Linked DNA regions of Zea mays: region 2 is linked to region 1. Evidence: chromatin contacts called from public Hi-C data. All regions are on one chromosome and are shown on one strand. The core of a region is the stretch at or near the end of the contact, and the rest is flanking DNA. Distances in the headings are between cores, read along the strand shown. Region 1 has its middle 96 kb from the start of LOC103650743. Region 2 has its middle 110 kb from the start of LOC103650745.

The links. Hi-C and Micro-C count contacts between places; a contact is called where the count stands out from the background.
Region 2: a Hi-C map of ear shows a contact between it and region 1, with 1.9 times the contacts expected there. The contact joins two enhancer-like sites. A contact is called at or near these places in 4 of 25 Hi-C or Micro-C datasets (ear, root tip and tassel).

Annotation. Positions count from the first base shown.
Region 1 is chr3:151,751,569-151,755,081 of Zm-B73-REFERENCE-NAM-5.0, reverse strand. No RefSeq gene overlaps it. Among protein-coding and RNA genes, the nearest start is that of LOC103650743, 96 kb to the left of the region's middle. Within about 2 kb of position 1,876, at least 17 of the 20 cell types and tissues checked have an H3K27ac peak or open chromatin away from gene starts, as enhancers often do. A contact at or near this core is called in ear and tassel, where this site is marked.
Region 2 is chr3:151,977,120-151,980,632 of Zm-B73-REFERENCE-NAM-5.0, reverse strand. No RefSeq gene overlaps it. Among protein-coding and RNA genes, the nearest start is that of LOC103650745, 110 kb to the left of the region's middle. Within about 2 kb of position 1,717, at least 16 of the 20 cell types and tissues checked have an H3K27ac peak or open chromatin away from gene starts, as enhancers often do. A contact at or near this core is called in ear and tassel, where this site is marked.

The sequences.
Region 1 (3,513 bases), core at 627-3,126:
GGTACTCTATTATGTGTTTGATATTGTTTGCAAGGGCATAGGGGTTATGCACTTATATTTGATATTGTTTGCCTCCAGGCTTCGTATGGGCAGGAGATGGTTCAACGCCATGGATAAGAGTACGATTGGAGGGGCCAGCCAATCGACCCTCAGGTAGCATATGCTAGCGCAGGAGGACAAGCCCATGTACGGTGGGATTATTTGATTTGGATTTCAAAATTATCCTCATATGCTTGCGATACAAGTCCATGATTTACTATACTAAGTGCATGGTTCACTCTTGTAGGTTGGGTATTTTTTATTCTACGATTGATTCTAGGGAGCTGAGACGTCGTGGACGACAGTCCACATCGTCATCTTCACAGTCGTCCCGTTCACGATCATCTGCCCAAGAGATAGAGCTTGTAGTGTTGCGTCAACAGGCAGAGTATCATCAATCAGTTTTGAGGGAACAATTGGAGTACCAGAGGCAACAATCTGAGTACCAGAGACAACAAGCTGAGTACCAGAAGAAGAAGAACGAGTATTATGCAAACCTACAGGCCCAAAATCAAGCTCTTCTCTCGGTAAGTTGAAGTAACATTTTGTACCTTATTTTGCAAAACACATGATGTATATCTTATTTGCTCAACAATGGCTTTTATATAATTTTTAGCAACTAGCCCAACAAACGGGCGTCTCGATGCCCACATATGGGATGCCGCCTCCGGACTTTGCACTGCCAATGCCAATGCTGGCGCCTCCACCTCCGCCTCCGTCACAATTCTCTATGGTATGTACACATATGCGTGTTTGACATGTTCATAGATGTCTTATGTGTTTAAATGAAAAACTGAGTGGTCACTATTTCATGTGCGTGTGTTATAGGGATTTCAGACACCACCCGCTTCAGTTGCCGCACCTGGAGATGGGTCTGGTCAAGACGACGCATCGCATTCTTGGGTGAACAACCTTTTCAACACGCATAGTCCATCCGGAGGAAGTGGCTATAACTCGAACCAACCAGGCGATGAATATGAGTGATAGTTGATCAAATGTGTTTAATTTGGAACTATTACTGTTCATGTCAAACCCTATCTGTCGAACAATGTCGGTTTTTATTTTGGACCTATATGTTGATGCAAAAGACTTGTTGAGACTATTTGGAACTATATGTCGTTATTTCCAATTTGTGAATGTGAATACTTATGTGAGTATATTTGTGGTTGTGAATATGTGGTTGTATATGAATTCTGTGTATATTTGCATGAAATCTGTTTTTATTTGTAAATGTCAGATTTTTTAAAAATAGAATTTTGTGTAATTTCTGAAATTTATTATGTCCGACGGCCTGACGGGCAGCCGTCGGATATAAGGGTTATTTATGTCCGACGGTTTAGTGTAAACCGTCGAACATAAGCGTTGGTTATGTCCGACGGCTTAGTATAAACCGTCGGACATAAGTCTGTGGGTCATACCAATCGACCATTAAAACGGTTGACACTTGCTACGTCCGACGGGTGGCTGCGGCCGTCGGAGATAGCTTATGTCCGACCCAATATGTTCGACGCCAGAGACCGTCGGAGATAACTAAAAACCGTTGGGCATAAACTATCTTTGATGGTTTAAAGTTTATGTCCGACGGCTTTGACCGTCGGAAGTTGTTTCGTTTACTGTAGTGGAAGGCCTTGCATCGCTTGGCAGCAGCAGCATCGGTAGGACGAGGCGCGTGCATGGCCAGCCAGCCATGGCTTGTCGTCCCGGATCCATGTTTGCTTGCAAGCACACCTGCATGCATTGGCGGGGGAAAGGCACGCAGGCGAGCTAGAGGCGGATCCCACTGATTGACGCATCGCTGTCCGCGTCTTATGATTTGCGGCCTAGGACTAGGATGTGACGTTTGACTGCTCCAGCGCCGCTCCCCTTGCATCCGCCTCCGCCTCCGCATGTATTGCATCCATCCATCCGTCCCTGGCCCCCTGCACTGCAGCTGCTGTTTCTGTTTCTTCTCTTCCACACGCAACGCAGGGCCTGTTTGGTTCAGCTTTTTTCTGACCAGCTTTTCTGAGAATCTGGCTGTGAAGAGAATCTGGCTGTGGGGAGAATCTGAGTATTATTAGGATTACATGCGGAGGAAGATAAAAATGTTTATAGGGGTCAGGATCTAGAAAGTGACGGATTCCTATTATTGCAACAACTCAACCGATTATATGTTTATGTTGATTTTAAATAGTTTTTACCTAAACGAATTTTATAGAAGCTGGCTGAAAAGCTGACGCGTTTGGCAGTCCACATCAGCTTTTGGTGGCCAGAAGCTGCAAAAAGCTGAAACAAATAGGGGCGCAGGGACAGGCGCAGGCGCAGCAGCCAGCAGTGCAGCACATGAGCGAGCGCGCCGCAAGGCTCCTCGTCGTCTCACGCAGACCGAGGCCGAGACCAGAGCACCACCGCACCGGACCGCACGCCTCTCCAGATTCCCGCCGCCCCGCCCGGCGTATCGTATCGGTATCGTATCCCATTCCCACACAGCAGCTGAGCAGCACGTTGCCCATCCTCTCGATCCGTCACTTTGACTACTCTACTTCACTCTCTACACCTACTCCTGTCCTGCATGGTGCATGCCCTCTCTTTTCGTACCCGCACACACATGTATACGTACTTACTCCTCTGTGCTGCCGTACAATGCAATGCCATGTCAGTACGTACGTACGTGCGGGTCACCATCTGCCGCCGCGCGCGTGCGCACGTCGTGTACGACGTAGTACAGAGAGCAGCCTGGGAGGGAGGGACTGCGAGTCTGCGACGACCGAGGCATGCATGCATTCACCCCCGTCACATGGACGCATTTGTTATCGCTACTTACACGTGCACTTTGTGTTATTATATCGAGTTGAATTGAAGCAAGGAAAAAGCACGCAACGCAGCGCAGGTCGTCTGATCTGGGGGGCCAGCCAGTCCCTACTAGCTAGCTCTGATATGATATCTGTGTGTGCCCCCAGCTTTTGACGTGAGGAACATATAGTCACATGCATGCAAGCCACAGCTGAGCCACCCCAGGGCAGGCACTAGAGCTGGGCGCAAAGTACAGTGGAAGCAGAGGCAGGCAGGCGCTCGATCCCCATGTCTTCACGACACATCTCTTCCCCTTTTTTCCTAGTTTCACGTCCTGTCAACCTGTAGCACGGGAAAAGTTGCTGCCCTGCCCTGCCCTGCCGGGTGCCGGCGGGAAAAAAAGATCGAGACCAACCATAGAATAGAAGAGCTACTAGGCCTGGCCGACCGCTCCCTGCGCCACGCATATGCCCATGCCTGCCTGCATAATTGCATCGCGCTCCTCCGTCCCCATGCATGTCAATGTCATGCATGGCATCATATGCTAGCTATAGCGTAGCTAGTCGATCAGTCGTCTCTCGTGCCCTCGCGCTCGTGTTCTTCTTCGCGTCGTTCAGCTCCGGCATTGTCGGTGCGGGTCCCCTCCCCTCCCTCCTCGATCGCGCTCTCTGTCAAGTCACTTTGTGTGCTAGCTGTGACTTC
Region 2 (3,513 bases), core at 468-2,967, 230 kb before region 1:
GGCAAGAAGAAACTAAACTACGTACTAGCCCATGTACGTATTTAGACAGCATAGAATTGCTCACGTGACTGTACTCGTCCCCTAACAATAAGTTGTATCAACTAACTAGAGAATAGAGTGCCAGCTAGTCCTCGGTACCTAATAAAACGGCGGCGGGTGAGCTACATTGATCATTGTAGACTATACCTAGCATAGTGGTATCATACGGTGGCGTATTTGATGGAATATGTATATAGTTGAAGTATATTACTCCAAAGTGGTAGCACGAATTCTCAGTGGAATGCATGCAAGTGTGCAACTGTCTGTAGGTCCTTGTGCGTACGTATGTTTGGTGCACCTGAAACAAAAAAGGCACACACATGCGTAATTTGGAAACTGTAGCCAAAACAACGGCCGTGAGCACGCTACGTACGTTTACCGGCCCCGGCCCATTCCGTTCCAGATTTCTAGCCCTGCTGCATGTACGTGGCAAGAGCTGGATGCCGGGCAGAGGCCATCAGCAGGCGGCGGTCCTCTGGTAAAGCAAGCCTAACTCCAACACGTACACGAGCCATCAGCTAGCCGCGTCTCTGCCACTGTGCGTACGTACGGCGACCGGTGCACGGTGGCTTCTGTGTTCCTCTGCCAGAATCGAGGCCGGAGGGCCTGGACGACGTCGTGGAGGGAACGCCGGGCGGGCGCATGCACATGCATGCTAGCTGAGGACAGCAGGCCGGGTAGGCGCGGCGCGCGTGGGGTAGGGGGAAGTGGGAACAGAAGCGGGCCCAGATATTTTGAGATTTTGAGATTAAGTATTCAAAAATTCAAAAGGTTAAAGAATTTAGTATTCTAACGCTATTTTATGTAATACATTATTAACAAATTAGGGCCCCTTTGGCAGGGCTCTGGCTTCTCTAAAAACGGTTTTGGCTCTGGCTGACGAGGTGAAGCCACTTCTTTAGATGAGCCAAAGTCATTCTGAAAAATCATTTGACAAAATGGCTTATAGGTTGTTTTTCAGAAAGACCCTTGTATAGGTCGATCTCTCCTGTACGTGGCTAGGGATTGAGGGTAGGACCAAAAAATAATAATTTGGAATGGTGGGAGGGCTATTGTGCAAAAATGACGTGAGCTGAAGCCGGGTAAGCCACTTTTTTTGGCTCATGCCCTCTAGTTCATTTTGGAAAAGCACTTCACTGGTGAAGCCATTTGAAAAAGAGGTGTTTGGCACAACTTTTACATGAGCCAGAGCCGAAGCTGAAAAATAAGCCCTACCAAAAGGGTCCTTAGTGTTCTAACACTATAGATCACAAAAACATGGGTATTTAATGAATACCCATGAAACCCCACCCCTTGGGCCCGCCCATGGGAACCGGCCGGAAGTCTTACACCAGTTATTAGCCCCCGCTCTCCGGCCCCCTGATCCGATCAGAAGCAGAATCAGAATCAGACACCGCGCGCAACTAGCAGCAGCCGGCCGGCGCAACAGGCGCCCGTCGTCAGACGAGCTGAGCTGAGTTAGCCAGCCGCGCCGGGTCGTCTGCCGGGGCCGAGCGTCGCGGAGTCAGGCCATAGGAGGAGCAGAAGCGCAGCGCAGGGGGGGGGGGGGGGGGGGGGGGGGGGGGGGGGTGCTTGGCTTGGCTTCCTCTTCCTGCTGCCAGCTAGTAGCTAGCTCCGATCCGTCCGGCCGAGAGGTCCTATAGCTCGGGAGTCGGGCCGTGCGGGAAACGTGGGGAGGGCGGCCCCGGCCCCGCGCACGCTGGCCTGCACGCCCGGGAGCCGACCTGCTTCCTAAAGGAAATTAAAGGCTACTAGGAGCGTGGCGGGGCCGGCCGCCGGCATGCGAGCGATGCCGTTGCGTGCATCACATGCATGCCTACTCCTATACTTGGGAACGTTGGGACTTGCGTTTGGGGGGTCGTCGCGTTGGGTCTCGGGCCGGCCGGCGCTCCGTGCTCGCTCGCTGTAGCGTACTCCGGAGACGAGAGGCTCTTGCCCAATGCTCATGGCCGGAACGTCGGACGACGACTCCCGTAGGCCGCAGCGCATGCAGATGCACCACGCCGATCGGTACGTACGTCACGGGGGGCCGCTTGGGACGTTAATTTGGCCTGGCTGCTGGCGGTACACCACGAGAGGCGCAGTAGTAGCGTCTATCGTCCGTGCCCCTGCCGCCGCCGGCAGTCTTCTCGCCGTCACCGTTGGCCGCTGACGATGAGCCGAAAAGGTGGGGCGGGGCGGGGCGCAAGCGGTAGTACGTGACGTGAAAAAGAGAAGTGCAGTCGGCCGGACTGGGAGTGGTAGTTATTGGGGCCATGCCATGACGACGACGGATCGACTGGGGGGAGGGAGGGTGAGGGGGTTGTGGCCGGTACTGCTCGGCGGACGTTGGGTGCAGTGGAGCGCAGCGCAGCGCATGCAGGCGCAGCAGTGTCAGCTAGTGTGGGCGCCACCGTCTCCGCCATGAGCCCATGACCACGGCCACGGCGCTCGGAGTCGGCGCGGCCGGCTAGTAGTAGCAGTAGATTTTAAAATCATCCGGCCGGGGCACGGAATTTCAGGGCGCGCGGGGCCCGGCCGCGCTGCCTGCGTGCACGGCAGCTCGCCAGCCACCGTACCGTCAGTCTCCTCGACACAATCGGCGCGGCGACGTTTCCTGTGAGAGAACTGTGATCCATATATGCATCCTCCTCCTCCATCGGTATTCGATTGCGGCCAGGGGTGTGACAGAGTGAGCAGTGCCCGTCGCTGTATGTCCGTCCGTCCGTCCGTCCTCCTCCCTCCTCCTGCTCCAGTGCTGCCTACTACTTGTCACATCAGCGACCTCATCTACCATCACCAGCTCAGCTCGTCGCTCCATCGATATCATGGATTGTGTTGTGCCAACCACCAGCACCGTCAGCAGCAGGCAGGCAGAAGCGCCGGTCGTCAGGGCTCACAAGTCACAACACACTCCGGCGCACAAGTGTCTAGGGTTCATTGGAGAGCTGTTGTACAAGGGGATGTGCCCATCCATCCACATCCACTGCTTTCTTTGACCGATCCAGCATGCTCGTTCCATGGAAAACACGCGCTGACCGACCGGACCTGCCGTGCACGCGGGCCAGCAGCCATCCATTATCGGATGATCCATCTCCTACAGATACAGATAGACATGTAAGCGTAGTCAACGTCTGCCAATATATATATATGTCAAGGGATCGGGCCACCGCTATCTAATGCCGGCGATTATGCCGCGATCAGTCAGCCTGCAGCTTAAGCTGCTCGCAGATTCGACGCATGATCCATATAGCTATAGAACATGCATGCACCGACAAGGCATGCATGAATGTTTCTTTTTTCTTTAAAAGTCGTAGCGTTGTGCATGCCTTTCTTTTGCTGCTTCTAATGGGCGGACGCATTACTTCAGATGTTGTCTGATTCATATATTAATAATGTGATGGATAATTAATAACGTTAAATCATGTTTATGGTTTAATTTCAACCGTAATCAGATACCACACTATAAACTAATACTATCATATTCAAATTTGT